Linked DNA regions of Mus musculus: all the other regions are linked to region 3. The links are chromatin contacts, called in public Hi-C and HiChIP or PLAC-seq maps. All regions are on one chromosome and are shown on one strand. Each heading gives the region's core, a stretch centred on a gene start, on an enhancer-like site or on the middle of the called end of the contact. The rest is flanking DNA. Distances are from core to core; before and after follow the strand shown.

Region 1 (4,585 bases), core at 1,669-4,168, 430 kb before region 3:
ATTATTATTAAATTTAGTTTCACATATGCATGCATATACATGTATGTATACTTGCATGTAAAATGTTCGTATTTTTATATTTCACTTACATAATAAATAGATACATGAAACTGATATTATTTTAGGAAAAACATATTATTTGTCATCAGCTGTTCTTTTAAAACAATTACTAGCAATTGTGTCCTGAAATACTATTTTTCCCAAGGTTCTTTGAATACATATTATGACTTCAATGTTTTATGCAATTCCTTGGCGTGGAAATGAGTAGGTCTCTGATTCTTTTAACTTCTCTTAGTTTTTTTTTTTTTCCTTCTGCTTGCTTTATCCAATTTCAATGTGCTAATTTTTGTTTAAATCTTATTATTACCCCTTACAAGCTTGTTTGTTTTCCAATTAAAGACAGAATTTAAGAAGCATGAGAGTGAGTAAGCGAGAAAGAGAGAGCAGATCAGGATATAAAAGGTATTAGGGAGGATCTGGGAGAAGGAGCAGAAAGCATAACCCGAAAAACAAAGTACTGTTTTCAGGAGAAGTGTTTGCCATAGTTAAACGTGTATCATTTGCATATATACAGAGTACATTCACTATTGAACACTTATTAAAGCACAACACATATTTTTATTGTTCAAATCAGAATTCAGGTCTTTCGTATGCTACTAAACACACACATTATAAACTATTTAGACATTTGGCTTTAAGCATATAAATTTAATGGACATTGAAATCAATTTACAGGAGATAAGAGCGAGGGAGGACAATACTTTTTAGGTGCTATAACATATTTTGAGCAACTGTAGCACCCTCTAAATGATCTATTTTTATCTCTCTAGGAAGATGGTGTTGTTTATCCTTTCCTCCTCTTACAGATGGAATAATTGAGATTCATCGAGATTAAAGAGTATGCCTGAAGTCATAGGACTCTTGTCAAATTTACTGTGAGATGAAAGGTTTCCTGTTTCAGACATGAAATCAAAACACAGGAAAGCCAATTAATTTGTTCTGATATATCATGTATTATACTTCCCACTTTCTATTCTAATTAATTGGAAATAATCTATTTCTGTACAAATAAAAACAGAATTTTAAATATTTAATCTGTGTCTGTTCTTTGGACATTAAGTACAAGCTGGACAAATAACCCAATAATTCTGAGTACACAGAAATTCTGAGTACTCTTCTTCACAGCAGAGGAGAAAGTGCTGACAGCAAGGGGAAGTACCATACTGAGCATTAACAGATGCCATCTTTTTATTTATTAATCATTTTATTTATTTACATTTCTAATGTTATCCCTCTTCCTGGTCTCTCCTCCATGACACCCCCCCCCTCTGTCCCATTCCCCTTTGTCTCTAAGAGGGTGCTCCCCCACCCACCCAACCACTTCTGCCTTACCCCTCTAGCATCTCCCTTCTCTGGAGCTTTAAACTTCCACAGGACCAAGCACCTCCCCCCTCGCTGTTGTCAGATGAGTCAGTTTTCTGCTTCATATTTGGCGGGTGCCATGGACAGACCCATGTGTACTCTTTCTTTGGTTTGTGGTTTATTCCTTGGGAGCTCTGAGGGGTCCAGTTAATTGATACTATTTTACTTCCTGGTTCCACGGAATACACAAACAATACTTATGCCTGGGAAAACAGCACATGTGATGTTTCAAGTGTCCTGGCTTCAACTGGAACACAGAGAATGAAACCTTGAGAAAAAGAATAAGAGGCTGGAAAGAGGTTCTAGATTCTGTGGAGAGGTCTGGCTCACGTGTAACAACCATCCTTTTGCTTTTTCTTAGTTTGGGCTTGAGAAATAAGTTGATGATGATATTTCGAAACTTAAAAGAGAAACATTCACAAGTGAAATTGATAGGTCTGTCAGAGCCTGACAGATACAGAGGCAGATGCTCTCAGCCAACCAGTGGACTGAGCACAGGGCCCCCAGTGGAGGGGTTAAAGAAAGGACTGAAGAAGCTGAAGGGGATTGTAATCCCATAGAAAGTACAATACCAACCAACCAGACCCGCCCTCGCCACACCCCCCACCCCCCAGCTCCCAGGAACTAAACCACCAACAAAGGAGTACATATGGAGGAACTCCTGGCTCCAGCCAAATGTAGCCAAGGATGACCTTGTCGGGCATCAATGGGAGGAGAGGTCCTTGGTCCTGGGAAGGCTCGATGCCACAGTGTAGGGGAATACCAGGGAAGGGAGGCAGGAGAGGGTGGGTGGGGGAACACCCTCATAGGAGCAGGGGAGGGGGAATGAGAATAGAGGGTTTCGGTGGGGGTCGGGAAAGGGCAATAACATTTGAAATGTAAATAAAGAAAATAACTAATAAAAAATGAATACAATGCTAAGCACTATAGCTCGTTAACCAGACAACTGAAATTATTTAAGCTCAATTCAAATTTCCATGTACTTCAGTGTGTTTATTTCTGTTTTGAAATCAAGAATCACACACTTTTGGGAAGCAGATGTGATTTGTTTGCTTTAAATCTGTCACTATATTGTCACTAATTATCGTATGCACACAATAACACGTATTTGTTAATAATCAATGACAGTGCCTTTTTACCACAAGCATCCTTAAAGTTTTTGAATATCAGTTGCCTTGCTAAGTGGAAACAGTGTTTCTCATGTAGAAATAGAACTTAAATAAAATCACACTTAACAAGTTGCCAGAACTCATTATATATAGTAAGCATGTATTCTTAAGAAATGAAATATTTAATATTTCAAGCATTGAAAAAATTGGGCTGGCCTAAGAGTCATTAGTATTCCAGGTGAGGCACACCATGCAAATTTACTCAGCTGTTAAGAAATGAGTCATACACTATTTAATATAACAAAATAGTTTATGTATATTAGAGTAAACAGTGAAATCACAATAGAAAAAAAATGGGTTTGGTTCAGATGTTGAGCTGCTATGTAAACCAATTATCTATCCGGAGGGAAACAGCTCTGTCTACAACTACTTAGGCTCTAGGGCCTATTACAAACCCTGGAGTGGGCTGTTGTTTCTATTCTCAAGGGAATTTACCACGTCACACTAGAAATAGCTGACAATAATTAGAAAGCCTGCTTCTGCCAGTATTGCACACATTTTTAATACCTTCCTAAGTATTATGGGAGATAATACACAGGGTCTTTAGAATTCTAGTCATGCCACAACAAGCCACAGAAAGGACAACTAGACAATAGCCCCAAACTGGACTGTGACAGGCTAATTATTGCGGCTTCATTATAAAACCTCTTTTTACATAGGTCACCTGGGAAGTGTAATTAAAAATGCATTATTGGTGTATTTTTTATTGAAGCAATTAAATTAAAAAGCCAAAAAAATAATTATATGAGGAGCAAATAATAATGTTGTTCAACAGCATTTATCTAAGAAAGAGAGAACACGTTAGTGCTTCATTAGCAGTAAATGTGTTAACGGGAATCTGTTTGAAAAATGAGCCATAGAATGGCTTTTAAATACGCAGATTAAAGGATTTATAATGTCAAGTTTAACACAGAAATTATAGATAGTATTACATAACCATGAATGATAGCACCTTTAATCTGACTTAGTAAAATGATTTACATCGTGCTTCCTGCTGCTTCAGTTATGTGAACATTATATGTACTGTATCTCGAATAAATCCCTTATATTTTTATGTGGACCCGTTCCTGCTCTCTAATTAGGTGGTACATAATATAATTAGATGTTAAAATATGTATCTTCAAGAGAGGACTATTTGCCTTGGATATCCACTCTAGGTACTATAGCATCATTTATTTAGGAAGATTTTGTAAATCTCTAATCTACTGTACCAACTGAACTCCCCCTCCTATGTCCCCAGGTTCTCTTGGCATGTCTCTGCACCTACATCATGACAACTGCCATCATCACACATGCTCTAATTAATGAGAACTTCCTACCTGTAAAGAAGTAAACACCCATGATGTGCACCGAATTGACTTTTAATTCTCTGAACAACTGTAAGAGATTGGTGCCTCATTTCCATTTTATAAACAAGGATAATTGTGGTAATTTAATCGATCTGTATATCAATGGTAATGCAAATTGTTCTCCAGTAAATTATCCAGAGTAGCAATATTCTTTGTTCAAGTAGAGAACTCTTAAATTTTAAGCCTTTATATGTTTGGTGAATATTATTCAGATGTTATAGAAGCTAGATCAGCATCTATAAAGGAAGATTCTCATGTCTGACCCTCTTTTCCCTTAGAGGAAAAATTAAAATTCACAATCACAGAGACCTGTCAGTTATGCAAGACTATGCCAGAGCAAAAAAGTAGACCAGTGAATAAATCAAAAACCACCACAGAAGTTCATTGTTGAATATAAGACTTGATTCAAAACAATCATGGTTGACAAGAAGAAAAGTGTTCTATTTATGTTTTGTCCTAAGATTTAGTATTAGTCATGACCAGTTATTACCTAATGAATCCAAATTATATCTTGGCATATTATAATTAGTTTAATTGGCAATTTGAAGATTGTTACATTTCATTGGAATTTTTATGAGTCAATATTATTTTGTGTCACAAGCTACCATTCTTAAATATATACTGTAATCTCTGCCTTGTGTCTGG
Region 2 (4,133 bases), core at 195-2,694, 360 kb after region 3:
GCCGCAGTCCATTCACTTACATTTCAAGATGAATTGACCATGGGATTGATCTTGGGGAGAACCTAAAAAAAAAATCAATGGTGTTTTTATGAATCTATAACCTTGTCATATGTTAAACTGTAAAGGTATCAAAACTCTAAAAGATGAGAAAGAACTGTAGTCATAAGCACAAATTTTAAACTGCCCACAAATTCTTTTCTCAGTAGGTAGTAATGGAGGAAAACTAATTTACATGCCAAGAAATTTATAGACAGACTACTTTTGAGTGGATGATTGATGAGAATTGGGGAAATAATTTATAAATGAAGTCATCAAAACAGCTAAAGCCTTGAAGTTGAGATCCTTGACTAAGCCACATACAGGGCCAATTGTTGACGGCAGAATAATAGTTCTACATAAGTCCCAGACAGTGGCTGTTGTCAGTCTGCTCTGTATTAAGGACTAGAAACTAAGGTGTAGTTTCTACATGTCAATTCAATTTTAAGAATGGAAATTTCCGTGTTGTTCTATAGGAACAATAGGTCGATTTGCCAGAGATCCCTCAGTGAAAATTTTATTTGCAACTTTGGATAGCTGAATTGAAGAGGAGATATTGATACAAAGGCAAGGGCCTTCTCTGGTACTTATTCTTCCAAGTATGACTCTCACGGCATCATGTTTTAAACATAGGACGGATAGAGAGTGCTCAGTGACTAGTTCCGTTGTTACAGATAGCAAGGGTGTGCTATGAAACAGCCGGAGATGATGCAAAGGGAAATCTTGATGCCGCGGAACAGAGCAGCCCAGTGAGACAGTCATCACATTCCAAGGCAAGAGTTCTGGATCTGGGTACTCACAAGCACATGAGCGGATGTTAGGAAATCATTGACGTTCTCCCTTTGGTCCCAGCAGTTTAGCTGGGAGATAGAAGGACTCTGAACTTACAAGCTTTGATCTCCTTCCCTTCAGGGTTTTACTCATCTGGGTTTCAGTCATTCCCTCCATTAGCTGAAAAGATACCTCTTTCCCCTGCTGTTACCTCTGTAATTAGATGAAAGGAGAACTAAGATGCACGGGAGATGAGCGGATGATAGTGCTTTGGCTTCCTGCCAGAGTCTTCTAATGAAAATGAACGCTTTCTGCATCTGGGTCCACGGCATTTGTTTGGAAGAGAGAAGTTTGGAAGGCTAGGTGAGTGAAGAAGGGTGAGAGAGAAAAATATCCTCCGGCTGGAATAGATCCATGTATCATTTAGGAATTAGATTTATTTGGATTTTGTGAACATCAAGTGTATGTCAGTCAATCGGCATACACTATCTCATTTAATCCTCACGGTACAATGCGGTGGTAAACAGATTTTAGCCCACTTTTTCAAAATATGAAAAATGAAGCCGAAAGTGGTTCCAAGCTCCTATTTGCTTCAGTCTGGAACCCTTGCCTAGCTGATGTCAAAACTTAAGATTCTAATTGCTACAACATACTGCCTCCTAGTGGCCGAAGTTGGGTAGGAATCTAGCCAAGATCAGCTACTGAGGGGGTGGGTGGCATTTGTTCTAGATGGGAAATGGTATTAACCCTTCAGGCTCAATTCTCTATCTCAAAGGCATGCTGAAAATGTCAAAAGTATTCTAGATGCTCTAAGTCCTCCAATATTTTTTAATGTTTTTCTGAAAATAGATTTTTTTCTCATACAATACATCCTTACCACCACCTATGGTGTCTGCGCATGTGTCCATGCAATCACACTCACATACACAACTGTGGATGGACAATCTCACCAGGTTTTAAGTTTTATAATATAATCTTTTTTTCCTCTTTACTCATCAAATCAGGATACACAACTACCCTAGCTTTTATCTTTCTTTCTGATATTGTTAAGTTATATTTGCTAATAAAGCTTATGAACAAACTCACATTAAGGGCTTAAGACCTTCATTTTTAGGTTTTATTTTTCATTCATGGGTTTTTTTGTGATTATGCAGTGCAGGTGTCGGAGTACCCACAGGAGCCAGTAGAGAAGGTTGGTTCCCCTGGAGTTGTTGATTTGTGGGCACTGGGAACTGAACTCTGGTCCTTTGGAATGAACAATGTACGATCTTACCTGTTAAGCCACATCTCAAAGGCCCATGTTCCACTAAAGTTTAAATGAGTATCAAAGGCATAATCACTTGCTTAGTACTTAATTTTATTTATTTCATATCATAGATTTTTCTACATAAAATGCCTGAAGTCAGAGAAAATGATTCGAAGTAACAGGAATTTCAGGCCTTGTGGCAGATGGGTGAAAACATGATTTCTGCAAGGTTACCTATGCCCCATATTAGTTGAAATATATTTGAAAGGCACATGTTTACTTTGCCTCTGCACTCGGCTGACCCTACTGAACAGGTGTATTGAAATATTACACTCTTAGAGATCAGAGGCTGCTGATAATGGCCTTAATGCTGCCATTCCTAAATTTCTATTAAATGATGCCTTACCATGCAACATTCTGTACTTGGTCTGGTAAATGGGTATTAGTGACCTCGAGTCAACAAACTTTGCTTCTCTCGACACTGAGTAGCACCGTAGCATTTAAAATTCATAGTTGCATTTACTTTTTAAATAGAACTTCAAGTCTTTAACTACCTAAGCAGAAAGCTTGAACAAAAGATATGGCCTTTAATGATGGGGTAGGCTGATGTTACTGGTCATAGAAGTTATAGCTCAGTGGTTAGTGCACTGAGATGGCAGAACCTTCCCAAAAATATTTCTCCCAAGTTCCATGGGCACAACGCACTGCCAGGCTCTTGACTCTTTGCTGTGTCTGTGCATTGTCACCATAACGGGTAAATAATGGTCAGTAGTGTTGGACCCATCAGGCCGAGCATCTTTCTTTGTTTCTCACGATTCTCATCTCTGTTCTATAGGAATCAGCCACACCTCCCTTCATGTCCTCCAGTTCTTTCCCTTCATGGCCGCGTTAATGAAGTCTCTCTACAGCTACTTCGTCAAACTAGTGCATAATGACTGCCTCTGCACAGGGATGTGAGTGACTAGAAAGACTTAAAGTTGTCATTCACATTTTTTTCAGCATGGTAAAACACAGTTTAGAACATTCAAATGAACAAAATATCCTTACTATTTTTAGTAGCAAAGTGACCCCACCACCAATGAAACATTGGATTGTTTGTTTTCATCCACTAAAGTACAAAATACAGGGGGCCAATTCTCTTTTGAACAATGCACCAATGAATTATGTTATCATCATAATGACAATGAAAGCCCATTTGGCAATTAAAATAAATGAGCTAATTCTATGCACATGAACAAGGATACATGTTGAAAATACAATGGTGTGTGAAAATTCAAATACAGCATTCACATGAATTTAAAATCTGAAAACAATGTAACACTTCTTATGATTACATACATATGTAGTCAGCATAAATAAACTTGGATATGAAAGCAGCACAAGTATTTTGAGATTATTTTGTTCCAGCAAAAAAGTGGAGGATTTTGAGAGCATTCCCAGTATCACTTTTGGGAACAAAGGAGACCTCATCACTTTATTGCAATGCTTTATTGGGAAAAAGAAGCAAGAAGGAAATATTTAAAACTTTTGATCATGCATCACAATTGTTTAATCTCAGCAAATATGCATATTCACTGCATAACTTGAGGTATTTTCAAATACCTCAATACATTTTAAAATAACAGGAATGAAACTTTTAAGAGATGCTTCATTTTAAAGTAAGAGATGGATAGTAATCCTTAAAACTGCTTCCTCTAACTTTTAACCAAGATTCCCAAGGAGACACAAGAAAAGATGAAAAGACACCATTCAAAGTGGGGCACACCAACGAGCTGAGCTAGCTACCCATGGAATCTGGGGGGAATTGACTCACAGTGAAAGTTGAACAGGACTGGAGAGAGACAAACCTGCCAGCTTTAGGGGGTAACCATGTCTTTCTGCTTCCTGGCAAACAACTGTGTATGTGCCCGTGTGGTGTTAGAGTGCAGGCAGAGACCCCCAAATAAAACTTTGAACAATATGGTGACTGGTGTATAGTGGAAGAGTTTTGAAAAAAAATTACAGAAAAAAATAAAAAAGAATGGAGGAGATCAGATCACATGGCTGAGCCAAGTGAAGCCAGCCAGTCCTATTTCCAACC
Region 3 (4,290 bases), core at 1,294-3,793:
AGAAAGAAAGCAAGCAAGCAAGCAAGCTGTGCTCTCTCTCCTCCTTAAAACATTTCTCAGGGCAAATTATGTGCATCTAAAATAAACAGTCTTCTTATTGATCGATTCAAAGTCAACAAGTTCCAAATGCAAAATCCAATCAAATCCTTCCTATCCTGCAAGTGTAGTGTGTGTTTAGTCCTATAGTCAGCAGAGCCCAGGCAGAAGTGCATGTCGCGCCTCCAGTCCTGAGGTCCCTTCCCCAGTATTCTCATTTGTGTTATGAGAAAGCACTGACCAGGGCCACACTACAGACGCCTGGCAGCTTTGACCCTCTCTCGTCTCTTTTATTCCTCTTCCCTGCTTTCCCTCTTTTCAAGAGAAACCCATGGCATGGGGGAAAGTGTACCAACAACAAGAACCAGTTTAAAGTGCACATATTCTTTGGTCATGCAAAATACTTTCCCATCTTCTTCTTGTTGTCCCCTCTTAGACTTAATTGAATATCACAAAGTGTACCAATAGCACAGCCACTAGAGCTATTGAAAACCCCTCTCACTCCATTTAACTGACTTTAAAAAAAAAAAGAAAGAAAGAAAAAGAGAGAAAGAGGAAAGAGTGATTACAAATAAAGTCATTTTCAGTTCCTGATTATTTAATTCTATCACAGGTTAAAAGTAAAAAGCTCTGACAGGCAGACAAGTGAATGGCAAGGGGGAAAAGAAAAAAGAAAAAAAGAAAACTACCAGTCTTTCTTACAAGATGTTAAAACTGGAGTGATAAAAATTATACACATATATATCTTACTTTCATGTAAAAGATACGCCATCACCCACTCACCCAAACGGCGGAAAATCCACACAGAAGAACCGAATACTCCATAAAGTGCAATCAAGGGAGCAAACAGTCAAATTCCATTAAAAGGTTGGGGTTGGGAGAAAAAGAAAATTCCATCCAGTCCTGTGTGTGTACATATATATGGATATATGTATAAACACTTTCATTACTTAGCAGTCTTTGCCCCACACTCCCACCCTCTCCATCCACCTAACCCCCACCCCAAAACAACAACAACAACAAAAATCCCACCCCGAGTTTAACTAATTTACATACCATTTGACTTCACCCCTGTTGAGAGCATTAATAGAAACATGCAACTTCAAGATTAGAGCTAAAGCCAATGAAAGTGTCCGCAAATAACATATTAATAAAAACTGAAATGCATAAAGAAGTGAAAGCAAATACAAAAAAAAAAAAAAAAGCACAGTGACAGATTAAAATAAACAGACATAGACATGTTTAAAAAGAATTGGACATCATGAGCATCTGGTTCCCAAGCAGCCTCCAATGGTTTTTATCATGCTATTTAATTTGTCTTCCCTATTTAAATGCAAAGGAAGTAAATTCCAAAACTGACATACCATAAACACTGGTGCTACTGATCATTTCTTGCTGGTAGCACAAAAAGCTGAATTGGATTTCTCACAAGCAGGAATTCCAAAGGTTGCTTTTCATTAAAGCCACTTTTCCTCTCAGCTATCAAATGTCACTGCCTTGAAACGTGGGCCCTTTCGTCAGGTATTCATTTAACCTACATGCATATAATTAAGGGGGAAAGCAACATCAACAAAAAGGGGATCTCAGATCACAGGAGAAGAAAGAAAGGAAAAAAAGCACATGACCGGGAATACAAGTCCATGTCAATTTCACTCACTCCCATTGAAACTAACAAGAGCTCCGGGGAGGACGGTAATAGGATCAGTGGATTGTATATACCATTAAATTATACATCTTTCTCTCCCGTTCCTTGCCAACAATACGCCCACCACGCTGTACCCCCTCCCGCATGATGTGCTTACAGTTTTCTGCAACCGATCCTCTGACATTTTTCTCGATCCCCCAGCCACGAGATTGTAATTTAACCTCAACTTTTTGTGTGTGTGCAAGATTCTTATTTACACTTCTTATTTACTTAGAAGTTAGTTCCCGAAGAAAGTCTAGCCCCACCCTATGGCTCCGCTTTCTTATTTTATTTTTTTTATTTTTTGAGGTAAAAAGATAGTAGTGAGTAAGCCCAATATCGCGAAAAGCGAGATTCTTGCAGTCACGAACTCTTAATCCCATACTATTGTTATAACGATTAAGCTGCAGAAATATGCATCATAATGTTTCAGGGCTACTTTGTACAGAGAAATTAGACAGCAGGTTGGCGTACAAAATAGAAACGAATGCAAATTAAATTTACTGTTTACGGCACAACTCTGAGACCTCTTCTCACTACAGGTCTTGGATCTATCTATATTCTTTAAAAATAAAACAAAAACAAAAAATTTAAACAGATGGTAAAAAACTACGAAGCTCTCCTTACCTGGACGCGCAGAGCGAGCTCCCGATAGGTTAGCGTAGCATCGATCCGATGTGTTTGCTGATGAATGGAAGCTAGGGTTAAGTGAAGGTGCCTATGATTTGAAATCATTCCAAGTTTTTGAAGGGAAGACGGACTGCAGCCTCTGCCATGTTGGAATTTCAAACCCAAAACAGCTGCTTGGAAGGAGCCAGCATGCCAGAGGCTGAGCGCAGGCGCAGAGCGCCGCCGAGCCAAATTCAAATCACTTTCACACTAAGAGCCAAAGATCAGTTTTCAAAGGAGAGAGGGAGAAAGAGACGCAGGCGGCCGCGCGGCCGGGCGTCGGGAGGCAGTGGCGAGAGGCGGGCGTTGGAGCGCGGCGGGCCGGGAGCCCCGGGAGGGAGCGGCGGCGCGGGCCGGGACTGCAGGGGGAGCGGAGGCGGGAGGCGGCGAGCGGCGCCCGGCCGCGGGCGGACAGGGAGGGCGCAATGGCCGGCCGCCGGGTCATGTTACACGGCCCGGGCCTCGGCGGCCGCCCAGCCTCACAGCTGCGCTCCCGCGGCCCGGAGGGGGCCCCGAGGTCATGCCGGCGCGCGGGGACGCGGAGCCCGGCCCAGCCCGCGCGCGGGGAGCGACGCCCCCGGGGGAAGCGAGCCCCGCTGTCCACGCGCGATCGCGCGTCCCTGAGGGCCCCTCCCCGGTCCTCCGGTCACCACCGTAGCCTGGCCAGCCCTCCCTGCTGCTGCGCGCACGGGACGGGGACCGGGACGTGGAGCCGGGACGTCCCCTATCCCCGAGGCTCCCCGCACCAGTCCGAAAATGACTTTATCTGCTAGGGAGAGGCAAGTTGGGGAGGCAGATCAGCTTGAACCCACTTCACCGCCTCCACCTCCCCGGGAATAAATAAAAACCCTAAGTATCTAGGTGTGCGGTCCCCTCTCAAGCTCCCCCGGCTCCCCTCCCTACCTCCCCCAGGCGGCTCGGGCAGGGGAGAGCAGCGCCCGGGGGCCCACGGTGAGGGCTGTTGGTGCGCAGGCAGAGACCTGGGGCTTCAGCTTTCCCAGCCCCCCGCTATGGAGCAATCTGGGGACCCAGGAGAAGGAAGAGAGTCGGGGCTTTGTGGTGCTGGGAGCTGAGGAAGAATGAAATGTGCAGTTGAGTGTGTGGCTCGCATCCCAGGGAGCAGTGCCGTGCTGATTGTCTGTGGCTGAGATAGCCTTTTGTTCGCAACATAAGGTTTAAGAAACACACACACGTTTTCTGGGGTCTCTTGTTAGATGTAAATGTGCTGCATCCAGACGCTTACTATGCAGTGTAAGCTCAGTTGGTTTACTAATCACCCCGCCCCACCCCCAAACAATCAGGATCATTTGAATGGGAACCTCATTCAGACTTCTGGGCTGAGAGGATTGCCTTCAACCTATTTCATCCTAGACTAGCCAACCATCCAACTGAGATAATAAAGCAAACAATAACATTTGATCATGATGTCTACGAGATAATGTGCCCGGCAAAGTTCTTAAGGAATTGTAATGAGAGAAAGAGAGAGTTGGGCAATAATTTCTCTTCATTTTCATTAAATATGACTTTAATAGATAAATGGTGAGTTTATACTTTGGCCTGCTGGATGTCCAGTCCTCTATATTTCAACTAAGCTGAGAATGCAAGAGGCAAATTATGTATTCGACCAGGAGGCCATCTAGCTGAAAATGTTACTTTGAAGGTTGGAGCAGAAAATACACTTGTTTAGGAAGAATGTCCTTCCTCACTGTCCGCATGTCTGTCCGTATGTCTGCTAGCTTCTAGGCTGGAGCTTTAATAGACAAAACTCCAGCTCTCATAAAAGGCCAAACATATACTTAGAAATTCATTTCTTTCTTCATTTGAGATTTTCTTGCATCTCAATAGATGCACTTATCACAATAAATTAAATGGTTAAATCTGGGCAGATGACAATTAAAAAG
Region 4 (4,228 bases), core at 46-2,545, 420 kb after region 3:
TCTGCCTCAGAAAAAGGAAGGCAAAGGAGATGAAAAATGAGGAGGAGGAAGAGGGGGAGGAGGAGGAGGAGATAGCAGAAGAGGAGGAGGAGGAGGAGGAGGAGGAGGAGGCAAAAGAAGAAAGAAGGAAAGGAACATATATACAAAAGGTGATTTGATTTCAGTGTTATAAATATGGTTAAGATACAATCTCATGTCCTTTCAAAGGGCAAAATATTACTAGCCTTAAAAACAACACAAAGGGAAGATATTATACAGTTAGTCCTCTAATTCTAGAAAGTTCTGAGCAGCAGATTAAAGAAGTCATCAAAGCTTTCATGAATAAGTAGACCATCTAGCTTTAAAGAAAAACCCAGTGTGGGCCATCGGAAAAGACATTGGCAGCGGAAAGCTACAGAAGCAAAGGTAGACAAGGAAGATAGATCATTCTTTCCAGAATGGGGTTTCACATTCACTCAGTAATATTGCAGCTAAACCTTGAGCCTTATGTTTCTTAATCTGGATTCTCAATCTACAGCATCCAAATAGTTATCTAGTGCTGTGTGACAAGGCTCCACACAATTGAGTGGGTTGTAATAATGACCAATTTTCAACTTACTGTTATGGGAGTGAGCAGTACAGACTTGGCTATGGGGACTGATCCTTCTGCTTTGGGCCAGCTTTCAATGATGTTGCTAGGATTGCTCAGCAATTTGCCATCAGCCACAGGTCAACTAGAGGCTGGTAAGACTAGAACAGCTCCAACTGGGATAAATCATCACTATTCACCATGCCTCTTGTCCTCCAGCAGGCTAATCCTGGCCGATTCCCATGACAGCTGGACCAGCGTTCAGGAGAGTCATTAAGAAGCCCTGACTCTACCCTGGCAAGCTGTCACTTCTGTCACATAGGGCAAAGCAAGTTCTATGGCCAATCCAGATTCAAGAGATGGGAAATGGAGTTAACCTCTTGGAGTAGCTGCAACACACCCTCAAACAAAGGATATAGACTCAGAAAGCCGTGTTGAATTCAGTGCCATTCTAATCAGCCTAGCACACATTCAGTGTAAAAATGAAAGCAGTTTTATACGTTTTTAGAAACAGTTTGTTTTTGTGAGGTAGATACTAGCCTACAGAAGGTATGTGATCACATTAACATTTGTCACAAACACAAAACCAGTCAATGCTCTTTATCTCAGGAAATCAGCTCTGCTCTTGTCATCATTTCACAGCAAATTTCCACCCAGTCTCTGGCAGAGCTGCATTGGACTGAGCACAGAATTGTGTTTTCTTTCTTCCTTTCTCTGTCTTTTAACTTCTCAACTGCCGTCACAATAAGGGGACATCATTTAATGCTAAATTACAAAGGAACTCTTGTGGGATTGCCTATTACAGCTGCCTTGATGCCAAAACTATTCAAAGTGATGAATGTTTTACACTGAATACCAAATACGCTCATAATTATCTTGCCATTTATAGAAAGTGTTGCCAATCTACCTTTGATTCTAAAGAAACCGCACATCTTTATCCACTTGAAAATAAAATCTTGTGCTCATGAGATCTACACAAAGGCCCTTTCATGTGGGTCAAAAAGGATGCTTCCCCATGCCCATTTAATATGTTTTCTCTGAAGTTCTTTATGCTGCCCTGAGGGCCATACACATAGTGGTGATGAGCATGTAACTTGCATAGCAAACTCCCTTCCTCCAAACCCACATCACAGCCTTCAGTGATACTGAACATACCATAATAAAATCCTATTTTTTTTTGTATGCTCTACACATACAGCTAAGGTATTGCTTTGTGAACAGGGCCCAACAACACAGGCACAGTTTACCAGGAACTTAGCATTTAAACGACTTTCATCTTGACAATGACTGACATGTCTCGCTGAGAATATTATATATTTAGAAGATTTTTTGAAGGCTCCATACTTAAGAAGCACATCTCATCCCATTCAGTGAACTTCTGAACTAAGTCTTAAATCTTTAAAGAAGGGTCAGAAAGCCACCCTGCTACAAAAGCCTGCAACTTGCACCCAACTCGTATCACAGAAGAAATTCATGCATAGAATAATTTTTCCGAAGTTTTCTTTCCATTAGAGAAAAATATTCTTCTCCTTTCAGCATTGAATATTTATCATTGAGATGAGAACTTCTGCTAGACTCAAAGTAGAAGACTCAGAGTTTATTCTTCATAAACTTTGAGAATTCCTTCAACCCATGCTTCTCCATTTACACAGCAGATCAGGGAAGGCTAGAATCCAATTTCAAATCAAATAACCCCCATATCGACGCGCAGGATAGGTGACAGGGCGCGCTCATCACCGTGGTGCTTTCTGGTGGGTAATGTGCTCTGTGTAGCCATTTGGCAGAAAACGCTCCAGTCAAATTGAAATAGCTTTAGAGCCTTGGTTAGAGTGGAAAAACATAATGTATGCTTGTCATTAGTTGAAAAATACTGTGTTCAAATTAAAGGGGGGGATGGGGGCTCCTGTGGTCTAGATCCTAGCCTGCACAATGACAGAGGTGTCAAGATCTTATTTAAAAGTGTTACGATGCGGCACAGCTCAGCAGCACAATTTGTAAGGAAACATGGGATCATGCGCCAGGGACTGAAGATTTGCTGCCTGATATGAGCTACAGGTAGTGATAAAATATGTTTCTTCCAGATAATTACTTGCTGCTCCAGGAAAGTGGCATTTCTAAATTGATATTTCAATGCAGTGTGTGCAGATTATATGGCACAGGTGGACGTCGCTGATTTTTTTTTTTTTTTTTTTTTTGGTCAAGTCATTGGGCTAGCAATCTCTCACTTGAGAAACTGAAAACTAATTTTGTTTTATGCTTACAAAGCACCTCAACTTCTCCAGAGTTAAGGAAATGCCCTCTAATATGGACATAATGAAAGATTTAGACTTCAGGTGACAGAAGATAAATGTTTAACTTTTTATTTTGACTGTTTAAAAATATGGGAAGGATAGTCATGTGGGGTAAAGCTCTATAAATATTTAAAAATAAAGCAGTCTACCATGTAAAAATCTTCCCAACTTGAATAAGAGGAAAAAAAAAAACATTGATCTTCCAGGTGCTATGATCAGGAGTTTATACACATCTTATTCTATTCTTGAAACAATCTGCATTTCATCAAACATTTCTCTAGAGGTTAAATAACTCTTCAAAGGTCTTACAGTGACCTGGTGAACTGTGTTTTCACGTTCAGAAATTTTGACTTCCAATCTCATGCTACATCATATCAAATTCCCCAGTGCTCTTAGAATTATTAAGAAATATATTTCAAATTAATTATCCATGGATATATGTGATATATGCTACCTGTGACAATTAGTGTATAGTTATTAGGGAGGCATTTTCTGGCTTTTTTCAAATACTTTTGGTTTTTTGTTGTTTTTTTTGTTTTGTTTTGTTTTGTTTTGTTTTTTCAAGACAGGGTTTCTCTGTATAGCCCTGGCTGTCCTGGAACTTACTTTGTAGACCAGGCTGGCCTCGAACTCAGAAATCTGCCTGCCTCTGCCTCCCAAATGCTGAGATTAAAGGCTGTGCCACCGCCGCCCTGGCCTCAAATACTTTTGATAATTAAAAAACTCAGTGCCCAACTATGGAATATAATGTAAATCCTAATGAAAGAGATATTACCAGCTTTCAGATCCAAGAACAACTGTCTTTATCTTTGGTAAGTAAGCAAAGGCTAGTACAGTTGACTATAATGTGTAAGTCTAGAGGTTTACCAGTTTTAAATATGATGTTTTATATCTCTTCAATGAAGAGATAAAGTTCTGTAGGCTCCCAAGTTTCTCCTCTAGCATGGAAAACCAATGGATCATTTGCTTTCAAACTAAAATTTTAGTCTTGCCCATTAGATGATGAGAAGATGGGTTGGGATATGATAAAAATGTGCAATGCTCCTGAAGCCAAGCAGAGTAAGTGTTTAGTCATCTCAGCTTTCAAAAGCAGCACTGAGTGCTGCTGCTTGCTTTAGTCTTCTTGACCTCATCTGAGCTTAAGCTTCTCAGTTGACTGGTGGGATGACTGGTGGTGCCACTCAGGTAGAAGAGGAGAAATGATAATTTTATTTTTTTCTTCCATAACTCCACTAAACAGTCTTATTTCAATCTCACTGTCTAATAGTTTTCTTCTTAAAAATATTTTAATTATGTTTTGAGAATTTCATACATCCATATAATATGTTTTGACCATATGTACCTCTACTCTTCTCAATACTCCACCTCC
Region 5 (4,229 bases), core at 97-2,596, 320 kb after region 3:
CCCTTAAAACATGAAAACTCTGTCACTGGTAACAACACTGATAAACCTAACAGAAATAAGCATCAAAAGGCAAAACAACAGAGGATGTTACCTGTGGAATCTGTATAGAAACTGAAATCACAGCAGCAGAATACACAATTAGTAATTGCCAAGGTCTGGTGAAGACCGTGCCAAAAGGGGGAAAGGAGACATGTTGGTCAGAGATTATAACCACGCAGTTGTGATGGTTAGGTAGGGGTGACTTTTGGACAGTATGGTTGTAATTTAAATTTATAACTATTAAAAAGTACAGCATCAAGCCGAGCGTGTTGGCGCACGCCTTTAATCCCAGCACTTGGGAGGCAGAGGCAGGTGGATTTCTGAGTTTGAGGCCAGACTGGTCTGCAAAGTGTGTTTTAGGACAGCCAGTGCTACACAGAGAAAACCTGTCTCAAAAAACAAAAAAACAAACAACAAAAAAAAGTACAGTAACTGAAATATTTTTACTCCACCAAAAAAGTAAAACTTAATTTACTTGATTGTACACATCTTATTAAGTGTATGCACAAATAAAAACATCACTTTGTGCAATGTACAGAAATAAGAAATACAGGGATGTTTTTGGAAATTATTCTTCAATAACTCTGGAAAAACTACCAAACTGGAAAGAACAAAAAACCTTGAGATGTCTCTATCCCATCATCTGCATATTCCTAAGAATTACAATGTTTTAGAAAGCCTTCCTGGGAGGAGGACTCTGGGTCTGTTTTAACAGCATTTCCAGGATTTTTCAGTGACTCATAGTTCTAGGCATTCATGTGAATTCCCAACTTGCATTTTAAACTTTGCAATCATTTAAAAAGAGAATGCCTTCCAACTTTTCATTATAATGAGATAAAAACTTCCCCATAGAAAGCTTTAAAATAGTGTTAGTCTTTGCATGCCTTCTTCTTCTTCTTCTTCTTCTTCTTCTTCTTCTTCTTCTTCTTCTTCTTCTTCTTCTTCTTCTTCTTCTTCTTCTTCTTCTTCTTCTTCTTCTTCTTCTTCTTCTCCTCCTCCTCCTCCTCCTCCTCCTCCTCCTCCTCCTCCTCCTCCTCCTCCTCTTCTTCTTCTTCCTCTTCCTCTCTCTCTCTCTCTCTCTCTCTCTCTCTCACACACACACACACACACACACACAAACACACACACACTCTGATATTTTCAGTCACACTGTTAGTGAAACTGCTTCTTGAATTTTGGAGGATAACCAGCAAGTGACAGAGGTGACATGTGTATCAATTACACAGAAGTATAAAGCAAAGCATTTTTAAGATCTTTAGAAGGTGTCACACTGTGTTGCAATTTTTCTTGGTCATCTTTGTTCAGTTTCTGTGCTTAGTATGTGTACTAGTCAGCTGTTGCCAGTAGCATTCCTTTCCTCACAGTCGTTTTGATATAAAACATCTGTTTTTAATCATCTTATGTTTATTTTCAAACTAAAAGAGTACTTCATATCAAAATAAAAGCTGATCAAGTTAAACTTTCTAAATGTTTATTATATCCCCAACAGAACAGTCCAACCAAGCAGTGGGATCCTAAATACAAAATGAAGGGGGAAGTCAATGCAATGCGTATAGCCAGGTTATTCAAATGAGGGTTTGAGACAGCAGAGGAGTGAAGGAGGGCGATGGTTTTATTGCATCTTTGAGAGGCACAATTATGTAGTAGGTAGGGATTGGTAGCTTTGGAGGCTGTTGAGAATGGAACCATCTCTTATGGTCAGCTTTGGAACCCATTACATTGATAGCACTCAAAAAGAAAATATTAAAATACCCCTTCTTAATCATCCTGATGAAAAGAATGAATACATCTTTGGCCTTGAGCAGACATGTAACATTCTGATCTGCTCCAAAGATCAACATTACATATCCTGGTTTCATCCCTTAAGAGTTAATTCTGACTTGTCAATCACCTGGCTGGGAGAACACCAGATAGGAAATATGACTCTCTTGAAGACATGCTAAGCAGATGGGAAGACTGTCCCTTCAATGAGATGATGTATTTGTACTACTCCCAACACTTCTTGAAAGTAGTTTTTGGATATCCAGTGTTAAGGCTACTCACTCTTTGAATTCTAATCTCAGAACTTCCCCCTTTCTTTTTTTTTTTTCCATTTTTTATTAGGTATTTAGCTCATTTACATTTCCAATGCTATACCAAAAGTCCCCCATACCCACCCACCCCCACTCCCCTACACACCCACTCCCCCTTTTTGGCCCTGGCGTTCCCCTGTACTGGGGCATACAAAGTTTGCTTGTCCAATGGGCCTCTCTTTCCAGTGATGGCCGACTAGGCCATCTTTTGATACATATGCAGCTAGAGTCAAGAGCTCCGGGGTACTGGTTAGTTCATAATGTTGTTCCACCTATAGGGTTGCAGATCCCTTTAGCTCCTTGGGTTCTTTCTCTAGCTCCTCCATTGGGAGCCCTGTGATCCATCCATTAGCTGACTGTGAGCATCCATTTCTGTGTTTGCTAGGTCCCGGCATAGTCTCACAAGAGATAGCTACATCTGGGTCCTTTCGATAAAATCTTGCTAGGGTATGCAATGGTGTCAGCGTTAGGATGCTGATTATGGGGTGGATCCCTGGATATGGCAGTCTCTACATGGTCACTGAAACTTATAGAGGAGAAAGTGGGGAAAAGCCTTGAAGATATGGGCACAGGGGGAAAATTCCTGAACAGAACAGCAATGGCATGTGCTGTAAGATCGAGAATTGACAAATGGGACCTAATGAAACTCCAAAGTTTCTGCAAGGCAAAAGACACCGTCAACAAGACAAAAAGACCACCAACAGATTGGGAAAGGATCTTTACCTATCCTAAATCAGATAGGGGACTAATATCCAACATATATAAAGAACTCAAGAAGGTGGACTTCAGAAAATCGAACAACCCCATTAAAAAATGGGGCTCAGAACTGAACAAAGAATTCTCACCTGAGGAATACCGAATGGCAGAGAAGCACCTGAAAAAATGTTCAACGTTCTTAATCATCAGGGAAATGCAAATCAAAACAACCCTGAGATTCCACCTCACACCAGTCAGAATGGCTAAGATCAAAAATTCAGGTGACAGCAGATGCTGGCGTGGATGTGGAGAAAGAGGAACACTCCTCCATTGTTGGTGGGATTGCAGACTTGTACAACCACTCTGGAAATCAGTCTGGCGGTTCCTCAGAAAATTGGACATAGTACTACCGGAGGATCCAGCAATACCTCTCCTGGGCATATATCCAGAAGATGCCCCAACTGGTAAGAAGGACACATGCTCCACTATGTTCATAGCAGCCTTATTTATAATAGCCAGAAGCTGGAAAGAACCCAGATGCCCCTCAACAGAGGAATGGATACAGAAAATGTGGTACATCTACACAATGGAGTACTACTCAGCTATTAAAAAGAATGAATTTATGAAATTCCTAGCCAAATGGATGGACTTCCCCCTTTCTAAGCAAATTTTCCTAGGTTTACTGGGCGTTCTCACTAATTCTGTGAAGTCTCCTTTATCTCACCACCTTCCATGTAGCTGCTAAACGACTCCATTGATAAGCATGTCAGTTTTCTTTGACCCTAACTCAAGAGTCATAACTTTCTCTGTTTTTTTCTACCTCTCTTTGCCTGTAGTTGGTAGGATTCCTAGCTTGCCTGTGACACTGACTTCCTTCTTGAATCTAACAAAAATTTTCCTTGAGCTTTCTTCCTGGTATATTACTCAATTATTTTATTAGCAAGGATAAGAACTCAAAAGGGAACCCTAGCTTTCTGTGCAACGCCAGCTGTGGGATGTGTGTGATTGTAGCAAGCATTTGCAAGAGCTCAATGAGTTTTGCTCCCAGGATGGAACAGACTTTGTCGGTTCAGGGAATTCTCAACTTAGACACCCATATTATTTTCTATTAACACTGTGATTTTGAAACGTGTCTTTCTTATTATAGTTTACTCATATAACATAGTTAGCAGGGTGGTACTTATTCCATCAATCAAAATATGCTATAGAGCCAAACCTAAAATCACAGTGGTAAGGATTGCTAATTTTCTCCCAGAGAGTACTATAAAAGTAGTACAGAGATGGAAGGGTGGTTATTAAACATTTCCTAATATACCACATTGTTATAGAATGTGTAGCTCTTAGTTTTCCAACTTGAATGTGTAAGGAATCTAGCAATTCTTTTTTATTGGATATTTTATTTATTTATATTTCAAATTGTAT

What was found. A called contact is a pair of places that touch in the nucleus more often than the background predicts. HiChIP or PLAC-seq counts read pairs in DNA pulled down with a chosen protein or histone mark.
Region 1: a contact with region 3 is called in an H3K4me3 HiChIP or PLAC-seq map of embryonic basal ganglia, with 3 times the contacts expected there. The contact joins the enhancer-like site here to the promoter of Fign in region 3. A contact is called at or near these places in 3 of 39 promoter capture datasets (frontonasal cranial neural crest, second pharyngeal arch cranial neural crest and stem cell-derived epiblast-like cells) and 8 of 115 datasets of contacts at active chromatin or transcription factors (astrocytes, craniofacial prominence, embryonic basal ganglia and 5 more).
Region 2: a contact with region 3 is called in a Hi-C map of the N1E-115 cell line, with 9 times the contacts expected there. The contact joins the enhancer-like site here to the promoter of Fign in region 3. A contact is called at or near these places in 10 of 39 promoter capture datasets (the C10 cell line, cranial neural crest, embryonic stem cells and 6 more), 22 of 484 Hi-C or Micro-C datasets (the AtT-20 cell line, the HL-1 cell line, the N1E-115 cell line and 13 more), 18 of 115 datasets of contacts at active chromatin or transcription factors (craniofacial prominence, differentiating embryonic stem cells, embryonic basal ganglia and 12 more) and 2 of 9 other capture datasets (adipose tissue and embryonic stem cells).
Region 4: a contact with region 3 is called in an H3K4me3 HiChIP or PLAC-seq map of neural tube, with 3 times the contacts expected there. The contact joins the enhancer-like site here to the promoter of Fign in region 3. A contact is called at or near these places in 7 of 39 promoter capture datasets (the C10 cell line, cranial neural crest, hippocampal neurons and 3 more), 1 of 484 Hi-C or Micro-C datasets (cerebellum) and 4 of 115 datasets of contacts at active chromatin or transcription factors (embryonic forebrain, embryonic midbrain, forebrain and 1 more).
Region 5: a contact with region 3 is called in an H3K27ac HiChIP or PLAC-seq map of embryonic fibroblasts, with 10 times the contacts expected there. The contact joins the enhancer-like site here to the promoter of Fign in region 3. A contact is called at or near these places in 2 of 39 promoter capture datasets (frontonasal cranial neural crest and liver), 2 of 484 Hi-C or Micro-C datasets (the N1E-115 cell line and adipose-derived mesenchymal stem cells), 4 of 115 datasets of contacts at active chromatin or transcription factors (craniofacial prominence, embryonic fibroblasts, fibro-adipogenic progenitors and 1 more) and 1 of 9 other capture datasets (pancreatic islet).

The regions. Positions count from the first base shown.
Region 1 is chr2:63,666,828-63,671,412 of GRCm38.p6, forward strand. No RefSeq gene overlaps it. Among named protein-coding and RNA genes, the nearest start is that of Gm8541, 94 kb to the left of the region's middle. Within about 2 kb of position 2,919, at least 11 of the 459 cell types and tissues checked have an H3K27ac peak or open chromatin away from gene starts, as enhancers often do. A contact at or near this core is called in embryonic basal ganglia, where this site is marked.
Region 2 is chr2:64,456,902-64,461,034 of GRCm38.p6, forward strand. No RefSeq gene overlaps it. Among named protein-coding and RNA genes, the nearest start is that of Gm13575, 65 kb to the left of the region's middle. Within about 2 kb of position 1,445, at least 5 of the 459 cell types and tissues checked have an H3K27ac peak or open chromatin away from gene starts, as enhancers often do. A contact at or near this core is called in the AtT-20 cell line and the N1E-115 cell line, where this site is marked.
Region 3 is chr2:64,095,495-64,099,784 of GRCm38.p6, forward strand. It overlaps Fign (fidgetin), which reads right to left and starts at 2,544. Exons shown (of 4, transcript NM_001267846.1): 1 at 2,348-2,544; 2 at 1,401-1,570.
Region 4 is chr2:64,521,611-64,525,838 of GRCm38.p6, forward strand. No RefSeq gene overlaps it. Among named protein-coding and RNA genes, the nearest start is that of Gm13575, 130 kb to the left of the region's middle. Within about 2 kb of position 1,296, at least 7 of the 459 cell types and tissues checked have an H3K27ac peak or open chromatin away from gene starts, as enhancers often do. A contact at or near this core is called in neural tube, where this site is marked.
Region 5 is chr2:64,412,680-64,416,908 of GRCm38.p6, forward strand. No RefSeq gene overlaps it. Among named protein-coding and RNA genes, the nearest start is that of Gm13575, 21 kb to the left of the region's middle. Within about 2 kb of position 1,347, at least 14 of the 459 cell types and tissues checked have an H3K27ac peak or open chromatin away from gene starts, as enhancers often do. A contact at or near this core is called in adipose-derived mesenchymal stem cells, embryonic fibroblasts and fibro-adipogenic progenitors, where this site is marked.